Linked DNA regions of Mus musculus: all the other regions are linked to region 3. The links are chromatin contacts, called in public HiChIP or PLAC-seq maps. All regions are on one chromosome and are shown on one strand. The core of a region is the stretch at or near the end of the contact, and the rest is flanking DNA. Distances in the headings are between cores, read along the strand shown. Region 1 has its middle 69 kb from the start of Icos. Region 2 has its middle 49 kb from the start of Icos. Region 3 overlaps Gm38137 (a long non-coding RNA gene).

Evidence for each region. HiChIP or PLAC-seq counts read pairs in DNA pulled down with a chosen protein or histone mark.
Region 1: a contact with region 3 is called in a BATF HiChIP or PLAC-seq map of CD8 T cells, with 14 read pairs. The contact joins two enhancer-like sites. A contact is called at or near these places in 1 of 484 Hi-C or Micro-C datasets (CD8 T cells), 1 of 115 datasets of contacts at active chromatin or transcription factors (CD8 T cells) and 2 of 9 other capture datasets (adipose tissue and liver).
Region 2: a BATF HiChIP or PLAC-seq map of CD8 T cells shows a contact between it and region 3, with 8 read pairs. The contact joins two enhancer-like sites. A contact is called at or near these places in 1 of 39 promoter capture datasets (embryonic stem cells), 1 of 484 Hi-C or Micro-C datasets (CD8 T cells), 1 of 115 datasets of contacts at active chromatin or transcription factors (CD8 T cells) and 1 of 9 other capture datasets (liver).

What each region holds. Positions count from the first base shown.
Region 1 is chr1:61,044,909-61,048,385 of GRCm38.p6, forward strand. No RefSeq gene overlaps it. Among named protein-coding and RNA genes, the nearest start is that of Icos, 69 kb to the left of the region's middle. Within about 2 kb of position 1,338, at least 18 of the 459 cell types and tissues checked have an H3K27ac peak or open chromatin away from gene starts, as enhancers often do. A contact at or near this core is called in CD8 T cells, where this site is marked.
Region 2 is chr1:61,025,081-61,028,239 of GRCm38.p6, forward strand. No RefSeq gene overlaps it. Among named protein-coding and RNA genes, the nearest start is that of Icos, 49 kb to the left of the region's middle. Within about 2 kb of position 1,856, at least 13 of the 459 cell types and tissues checked have an H3K27ac peak or open chromatin away from gene starts, as enhancers often do. A contact at or near this core is called in CD8 T cells, where this site is marked.
Region 3 is chr1:60,873,403-60,876,704 of GRCm38.p6, forward strand. The region is part of intron 2 of Gm38137 (a long non-coding RNA gene); the gene reads left to right. Among named protein-coding and RNA genes, the nearest start is that of Gm38137, 11 kb to the left of the region's middle. Within about 2 kb of position 2,044, at least 17 of the 459 cell types and tissues checked have an H3K27ac peak or open chromatin away from gene starts, as enhancers often do. A contact at or near this core is called in CD8 T cells, where this site is marked.

The DNA of each region.
Region 1 (3,477 bases), core at 88-2,587, 170 kb after region 3:
CTCTGAACTCAGGTCTTCATGCTTGCTCAGCAAGTATTTAACCCAGCAGGCCATCCCAGATCCCAAATAACCATGTAAGGGTTCTCACCTATAAACAGGTTCCCACGGCTTCTATTCTGAGAGTAGATCTTGACCGTATCTCCTGAACATTCTGTTTGTTCAGGTTTCAGGGTGGCAGTCTGTTCTACAACTGTACCTAATGGTGGGTCCAGGGAAAGTTTGATTTTTTTTTCATTTGTCTGATGTTTTCTGGTCATAAAAACAGCACTGATTATTTCCAATCCTTATCCACAGCTGAGGCAGGAAATCACAAGTGAATTTTGGTTGCCTGTTTCTCCATTCCTTGATATCTACCTTGGTCATCATGCAGCAGGCAAGACAGGCTCTGGCCACATTCTTTACACTTTTGCCAAGAACTTATTGAGGCCCTGGGAACCATATACTTGGCCAAAGAAATCAAGTATTTCTTCTCAGCTCAACATCCTGCCTCACTGACCATAACCCGGGGCACTATCCATCTCTCAGATTCCTTTCAGCACTTGTCAAGTTCAATCACTTATTAATGAGTCAAAACATCTTTTAATGTAGCTCCAATTCTGGTCTGATCATAATTTACCCACAAATCACTTCTCTCAGTCCCCTTTCATCACAGTCTCCAATTGATAAATTTCTCTGTCATTTGTGTTATTGTATGTTTTGGGACTTAACGAACCAGCTCATCTCAGAGAGGGAGAAAATAATTGGAATATTTTATCTTTATGATTGCTGTGTAGGGATATATTTGTGATCTGAGTTTATTTTGAGGAAGCTTCATGGATGAAGATACCTGTGGCCATCCCACTCAAGGGATTTCATTCACACTTTAGATTATGCAAGTAACTCGGAGCATAATACATTTAGAAACCTTAGAGGATGTGAAGTTTTGGAGTAAGAGGCAATAAGTCCATTGGTGGCATACATCTTTAATTTCAGGCACTTGGAGGTAGGGGCTGGTGGATCTCTGTGAGTTTCAGCAGAGGTTGCTCTACAGATTGAGTTCCAGATGAGCAGGGTGGCATAGTGAAGTCCTGTGTAAAAACAGGAGGGTGGGTGTGTGAAATCAAGTGACAGTTTCTGCAGATGAGTGTTCAATCATTGTAGTCTTGTCCCTTAACTACTGCAGCTGAAGTTAAATTCTTAACAATGGTTGTGATTTGAGTATATTCCTACCAGTAGATAAAAAAAAAACAAAAAACAAAAAAAAAAAAAACAAAAAAAAACCTCGTGGTTTCTGGACATGTTTCTAAATCTTTTTAGGTCATGTGGTTTGGTGGCTTGCGTATTTTATGACTTCTCTGAACACCGGAAGAATCTAAAATGAAGTTGAAACAGATCATCATTCAAGTTACTGTGACCATATTTCATATGAATATGTTTTGCATGCAAAAGGAAAATAGAATATGTCTTTTACAGGTTTCTGTTCTACATCAGTCAGTGGGAGAGTTGAACTATCTTTGTGGTGATATTAATTTGACTTACAATTAGCTTACAAAGTGTATGCTTGCTTTGGTGTTGTGAGCAGTTATAAGTTAAGATATGAAGGCTGTCTGCTATCTCTACTTCAGTCTCAAGCCACAACATGACTCAGACTAGATTTTGTTCTCTCTGAATTCTGCTAAAGAAGCATATGAGTTACAAATGTGACTAAGTAAGGAATTGTGTTTTCTTGGTAAAGCTCTATAATGTTACCAGTACCTAGTCACTGTGTTTTCTACCTAACCTGCTGAAGATCTGCTTTTGGATTAGACCTGGGACTATAAGTTGGGTTCAAGGATGAATGGGGATGAAGGTTTGGATTCACTTAAGAACATCTTTATTGTTTTATATTTATTTATTTTTATTTTATGTGTATGAATGTTTCCCCTGAATGTATAAATATGAACATGTGTGTCCAGTATCTAGAAGCCAGAAACAGTATCAAATTCCTTGGAACTGAAGTTATAGACAGTTGTGAGCCACCACATAGGTTCTGAAAACCAAATCTGGGTCCTCTGCAAGAGCAGTAAGTGCTTTTAACTACACTTGAGAACCTCTCCCTCCCTCCCTCCCTCCCCCCCCTCCCTCCCTCCCTCCCTCTCTCTCTCTCTCTCTCTTTCTCTCTCTCTGTCTCTCTCTCTTCTCTTCTCTTTGTCTCTCTCTTTGTCTCTCTCTGTCTCTCTCTTTCTCTGTCTCTCTCTTTCTCTGTCTCTCTCTCTCTCTCGTGTGTTTTTACTGATTTTGTTGTTGTTGTTGTTGTTGTTGTTAGGGACTGGGGTAAATTACTCTTAGCAGGATCTAGACTGGAACAGCTAGAAATTCCCCATGTGAATTGTCTCTGGGCTGGTCCAGGTGTAGCCCATTATAAACATACATAACATATAAGCCCATGCTTTAAAGGAGAGCCAAATTTAGTATCTCACAAATACCTTCTTTTCACTCAAGCATCCAACCTCATGTCCAGGGCTTGAGAACATGTGTAAGTTCTCATAACTGCTGCTGGTGGCAACTCCTCTGCAAATACTACACTAAGAGAGAACGTTCTCCAATGAGCTTAACTCTGTACACAGGTGGACCCATTCTTCCTTGGGCAGGGAACATGATGATTGCTTAATCAGATTCCATTTAAGTCAGCCTTGTGCTGAGGATGCTTTGGTAACCTTCAGACAGCATGCTCATAACACTTTTTGGCTTGAAGTTTCTCTAACGTCACATAGAAAGCGCATGTCCAGGTCTGGCATTCTTGAATGTTTAACTAGAGATGCAATGGCTGCTTGGGGCCATTCTTAACCACTGCAGACAGGTAAATGCTTTTCTTCTTGATGTCCTAGACAGAGGGTCGGAGTCGTGTTTGTAAGGACCTCAGAAGTTGTTTATGGAGCTACATCCTGTTGCCTCAGCCACCACAATAGCTCCTGCATGTGTTCACTTTGTGCCACCCCCTTTCCATCTTCCCTCCCCTGGACTCTGGCTCCCCAGTGTTGTATTCAGAAACAAACCATCTGTAAGGAGGCCTCTGTCTTAGACTCTGCTTTCAGATTTTCGAGTCTCCTAGTAAGAGGGCTTTGCCACATCTGCACCGTCTGTTTTCTGGAGAATGATGATGTCATTGAATTTTTCTTCCATAGAACATTTAGAAAAATATGAAAGAAATCTTATATGAAATCTGGGTGTGGTGGTATGCAATCAGATCTGTAATCCTAGCACATGGAAACTGAGGCAGGAGCATTGTGTGATCCTAGCATATAGAAGTTGAGGAAGGAGCTTAGAATACATAGCAAGTTTCATAAGGCCATGATCCAGAGGTATAGCTCAAATGTGGTTCACTTACTTGGCCAGCATGTGCAAGGCCCTGGACATAATCCTTAGCAATGAAGAAGAAAAAATGGCATACAAGAGGCAGATGTGAGGAAATAACCTTGACAACGACTAACTAAGGGGTGTGATGGCTGTATCAGTATC
Region 2 (3,159 bases), core at 606-3,105, 150 kb after region 3:
ATAGTATAATGTGTTTAGGGCCTAAGTGGGAGTTCGGGCTACATTTTGGGTTTGGGTTTGCTCCTGGGAACCATAAAGTGGGAACTATAAACTTTAATTTCATATTCAAAATGCTTCCTAGGGGCTTACCCTGTGCGTCTCAGAGTGGAGCAACCATAAGGGATCGAAATGATGACTGGCTTTAGGATGCTGGAGAAGAATCTGCCGGATCCTGAGGAACACAGTGCTCTGCTCTGGTCTGTCCCAGTACAGTGTCAACTAAGCCCCAGGCTCCCACTCAGCAAATGGATCCGAGTGCCCCCAAGTATCTCAGCTCTGCATCTGCAGGAAGCAGTAGTGGCAACTAACTAATGGGTTCTGGTCAACTAACCTGGGATGGATAACTATTAACTCTTAATAGACACTCACTACGGATAAACGGAGTGTTTGCCATTCTGTTCATTGTCTCATTTAATGGTCACACCACTGGGAGGAGGCAGCTTGGTGAGATTAGATAACCATGCAAGTTCCCACCATAGAATGAAGATCCGTCGCTAGACTTTTCAGTCTGAAATGTGCTTGCATTACCTTCTGTTCACCAACATATATCCTGACCCGCTAAGTTCTAACTCTAGCTCTGCTACCAACTGGCTGTGTAACTTTAGTAGGTTTCTTAAAGAGATATTGATGGACGTTGTTTCCAACATTTTGAGTCTCTTTCTGATTATGTTAGCTAACAAAGGCTTAGAAATAAATACGAACCGTGGGAGGAAATAATGTGACCAGTGTCAGCCTGGGTACCTAAAACAAATTTGGCCTCAGTAAGGTAAGACAGTAGAAAAAATTTCAAATGACAGAATTTTTAGAAGTTTAAACTCATGATTTAGAACTGCTGAATTCTTGAGGTAAGACAGGCAAGCAACATAGCAAGAAATAGAGAAGAACCCTTCAAACTGACAAACGGATTCCTTCCAATCTGTCCTTTCTTCTTCTGTGAGCATGGCAGGGCTGTGCTGATTGGTTCTTTTGACTTGGCTTTAGGTGTGGGTGGTAAACTCCTAAGTCAAATGATCAGTGTGCTTAAAAAAAGACAGAGAAGACATATAATGCTGTGTTTCCTAAGAAATAACATGATACTGGTTGTTCTTACACAAGAACTAAAGGGATTGTATGGGAGTAACTGTGTAGAAGAACTGTTAAGACCCTGATTGGTCAGTGTATCTGTGGCCACCACAGCTATCCTTCACAGATGAGAATTTGTTTTCCTGAAGGGTAATCAGACAAGAATTGGAGTTCTGAAACATGGGAGAATATAGATGAACTTTGAAAACCTTGACAATGTAAGTTCTGTTTAAAATACCTAGCATTTAGGATCTATCCTAACACCATTGGCATTATTGCTCCCATGTCTGAAAGTGAGACTATTTGTGATAGGAGTTCTCTCACAGTTCATGGCCCTTGCAATGGATTTGAGCACATAATCCTCTGAGGAGAATAATGGTGTTTCCTCCCGTTAAAAAGTATGACATGTTAAACATCCTTCATATCAGCAAGAATTCTTCTTATTTTCCCCCAACTGAAATGGAGGTATTAAAGGGAACCAGAGGACTTGGTTTTAAAACATAAGTTTTCCTTCTCCAAAAATTCACTAGAAAAATATTTTAGCTTCTTGTCCTGCTGTGGTCTTTGTTCAGAAGCAGAGGACAAATGGCAGCTCTGGTTCTTGTCACGGACGTGGAGAGATGATCTGTTTGCTTCATCTGCAAATTTATGTTGTTTTCCTTCAGAAGATTTTCTGTTATAGGCCACATGGTCTCTGACTGAGTCAAGTTGCAGATTCTTAGTCATTCAGAAACTTTCAACTCAGCCAGACAAAGTTAAATCGTGTGCAGAGTGTCCTCCACTCTCCTCAGCAAACTCCCAAAGCTTCTACAGATTTTGCATAGGTCTCTCATTCTGCAACTTAGAAGGAGACATCTACAAAAGATTTTTACCCAGAGAACGTGACAATGAAGACTTCTGCTCTTAGCGTTCAATTTTGGAATCTTCTGACTTTACATTTCTAAGGCAGAAACAATGTTAAATGGCTTTAGGCCAGAGAGTTGTTTTCATAACTTTTTATACAAGTGCCCCAACAAGTTGGATAGACCATGTGACATTTAAATGCCTAGAGGGTAAATTATAAAATTTCTGTGCATATAATACAGGTGACACGGGGAGGACTACTGGTGACATCGTCTTGTATTTGCCACCTCGCCCAGAACATTGGTTTTAGTGGGCATGGTTGGTTGAGGTATTAGAAGTAATTTGAAAGTAAACAAAAAGACTTAAAGAGTCCTGGTAGATGTTATTGACCCTGGTTATTTGTCTGGACAACTTTAGCCCTACTCTACATGGGCAAAACCAGCAGAAAGAGATCCTGTCTTTGCTTTCCATAGCAGCCTTCATCCCTCCTTTCGATGTCAGCCGAGCCCCACTCTGTGGAGCCTGTGATTTCTTGGCATCATTCTGTCATTCAGTTTTGTTCCTTCCTACATGTCTGGCCTTTCTAGAAGAAAGATGTAAGATAGGGATATACGGGAAATAACTGTCTTTGTTTGTGTCCTACCTACATCCTTCCTCTACCTACTCTTTACTGATGGGGCTGTGGTTGCACCCAAAGATGTCTGTCTCCAGAACTCAGTAGCCAATGAGGAAAAACCACATAGAAGTTGTTATGTCAACAGCATCTTAAAGCCACTTCACTTTCAGCAACATCTTCTGAACAGCCATGACAGGAGATAGCTTCGAAAAGTTCCCAGGATTACAGCTGGTTAGTCAGCACAGTTCACTTTACTTGAGACTTTCATTTCCTCAGTAGCACTGATTCTTCATTTAGCTCTGTTCTTTCCTTTTATTCCCAATAATAACCCCATTTAAAATCTCAATAGAGGGCTTAAATTGGTCCACTAACCCCCATCTACTCCTCCTGACTTCAGTTTTGAATTCTTTCCAGAGTGGGGTGATCTTAAACTTCCTAGAATAAGGATTTTCATTGTCATTGTTCTTCTGTTCATGAACCATTGACAGCTCCAAGCTATTCTTCAGTCCTGAAGCCTTGACTGAATCCACAGCATCCCAGCACTCTACCTTGACCTTCAAAGTTCATCAAATCAGGCTCCAACTATCTCTCTAGACTTT
Region 3 (3,302 bases), core at 794-3,293:
TGGGCATGTGCGTGTGAGGGGAGCACTAGGGCTGTGGTGAACTCCCTCAGACATCTGTTGCATGGCATTTAGCAGCTTTAAACAATGCCTGCCTCCTGATCTCACAGTCATGTAGGTCACAGATCTGGTTGGACAGGGTCCAGCTGGGTCTCTGGTTTTAAGTTTCACAATCCCAAATCAAGGTGTGGCATAGCTGACCACCATATTCCTTTCTAGGGGCTCTCTGAGTAAATCTACTTTTAATGGCATTCAAATGCTGGGGTGGGGGGAAATCCAATTACAGGGAGTTGTGGGAATGAAGTTCCTGTTTTGTCTGTCTCTCTGCCAGAGTGTAGGAATAGTTAGGTTTAGTCTTTGATTCTCTAGATCATGTGCTCCTTTTCTTGTCTTTAAAGTCAGCAGCAGCGGGTCACGTCCTCTTGCATCAGGTCTCTCTGACCTTTTTCTTCGCTTCCATTTCTCTTTTGCTTCCACTTGAAGAAATATTGATACTCTGAAGGGCTCTTGTGATTAGACTGGGCCTATTGAGCTCATCCAGACATCCAGACACATCCTCTGTGTTTAATGCCTCTATCCCAATCTTGTCTGCAATGTCTATCTTCTGCCACAAAACAACATTTTCAGAGGTTGCAGATGCTAGAGAACTGTTGTTCTGTTGACAACATATTTGTAGTTGTTGTCATCCATATATTCATCCCGGGTCTGATGTAGTGAGTGAGATGCATTCAAATCAGCATGTTAGCACTGTGTTCATAGCCCAATATTGATAAAACAATCCACTTAACCCACCATCCTCTGGAATGAAGTCGGTGGCTGGATACAGCCATGGGTGCATCCTAGGACCTTAAGTCCTCTGGTCTACTTACTCTTCATATGGTAAGAGTGTGGGAGTGAGGAGCAGCAGGAACTAGGAACGATGTTGGACCCTCTCTGGACTTCCTACCTCAGTTAAAGTGTAGATTGTGGGCGTACCCAGGCACCAAAGGAAATTTAATCCTCAAGAGAAGGGACCACTGGCATAAGGTGCAAGGGTTGGGGATCTCCTTCCAGCAGCTAAGCTGATGAGACCTTTAGAATTTCATTTTGCATTCATAAAAATTGTATTAGTGGAGCCTTTGTTGCTGCTGCTGGTGGTGGTAGTGGTGCGTGCGTGCGTGCGTGCGTGCGTGCGTGCGTGTGTGTGTGTTGTGTGATGCTGTAGAGGAGACAGCACAGAGGTTTCACTTTTGCTGGCTTTGATTCAAACCTTAGCTATGCCCCTTATAAATGAATGAATCACGTGGAACCTTGTCATATGTCAGAATCGAACCCGGTAATCATAGGCGTGACAGACATTACAGCTTTTTCACACTCACTCATGCTTATTATTATTTCTACCAATGTCATGATGTGTATTTGAGAGGGCACGTGTTAAAAAAAAACCTGGAATGTAATAGGCACGTCATACATTTCAATGTATTGATGAAGTCTAGCGATGATATGTTCTCTCTTACTCTCCGAGAGAGAACGGACATTCAGAGCACTTGCTCAGTCTGTGGTATACCTACTATCATTGACTAATTACAAATACCACTAAGGTGTCACTGAATGTGGGTGGCATGGATAAGACATGCCAGTAACTGGCTCTTCTGAGCAGGTACAAGCCAGCTCACCATCCATCCACCGACTGAACTCTGATGTGCTGGGCACAATTCAGTGCTGGAGAGATACAGTGTGGACTACAATTGAGTTTTACATTAGCTTCTCTGTTCTCTCTCTCTCTCACTCTCTCTCTCTCTCTCTCTCTCTCTCTCTCTCTCTCTCTCTCTCTCTCCTTCTTTCTTTTTTTCCTTCCCCAACAGAAGGCACGGGCCTCCAAAATACTTTGTAACTAGTTCCAGGTAAAGAAGTACAAACTTAGTGACCTCATAAGGTATGTCTTTGTGGTCTGCTGGAGCCAGAGGCAGAAATGTGACATCTGACCTCTTTACAAGCCACAACTGTTACTGCCACAGAGCTGAGAAGGGTGTGAATAAAGCCTGAAACGCTTGCTGCTCCTCTTACTGGTTTTGGGGTTAATGTTGGTGGAGAGACCTCATTTCCTGGAGGCTCACTCAGCAATACGACAAGGAGAAGGTGATGGTGCAGCCAGTCATTACCATTTGAACCTAATGACCCCGGTGAGAATAAGAGTCATTTCCCAGCTGTATGAGGTCACACCTATTAGCCATGCCCACATCTCTTACTCCCAAAGGACTTCATAGTCAGGGATTCCATTATGAGCAACATCTGATATTCTTAATAGGAAAGCAGGTCACCTGTCCTCAAAGCAGGGAAAGGAATTTTGTGAAGATCATGGAAAGAAACCCACTGAAAAATGTCTTTATAGACTGCCTGGGTATGTGCAGATGGATAAAACCAACCAGCAAGAAGAAACAGGTTGTCTTTGTTTGTTTGTTTTGTTTTGTTTTGAGACAGGGTTTCTCTGTATAGCCCTGGCTGTCCTGGAACTCACTTTGTAGACCAGGCTGGCCTCGAACTCAGAAATCCACCTGTCTCTGCTTCCCGAGTGCTGGGATTAAAGGCATGCACCACCACGCCCGGCTTAGTTTGTCTTTTCTTTATTGCCTTGAGTCATCCGTATACTGTAGGCTGCTTTATGTCATTTCTTAGAAGGTGATTTCTTTTTCAGGTTAAGTTTCCATATAGGGTGATATTAAGGAGGGAGAATACAATGCAAACAGCCACTGCTGTTTAGAAATGGCTGTTAAAGTCATGTTAATATCTTCCCTGTTTAACACTATACTTGGTTGGAATTTGATATAAATAGGGACCCTGATGGGTATGTATGGAATTATTGAGATTGTTTCATTCATTCATTGATTCATTAATTCATTCATTCATTTTCAACCATACATAAAATTATGAACGGAGGCTGGAGATATGGCTCAGTGATTAAGAGCAAGCACTTGCTGTTCCTGCAGGAGACCTGTGTTCTGTCACTAGCACCCACATGTTGACTCACAGCTGTCCAGTCCCAGGGGATCTGAGACCCTCTCCATCCGAGAGCACTAGGCACACATGTGCTTTGCATATATACATGTAGGCAAAAACATTGTTATACACATAAACTGTAATTTGAAAATCAAATAAAATGAAAAAGAAAATTACAGCATGTATTTAATGTGAATTCCTACTACCTCCCCAAGCTTTGTCATAAAGAAAATCTCTCAGGATTTCAAAAAACGGCTCCATAGTATAAATAGAACAAATTAAGACTCATGGGTAATAAGAAAGAAACTGCAGTTTATTTTTGGAACTGG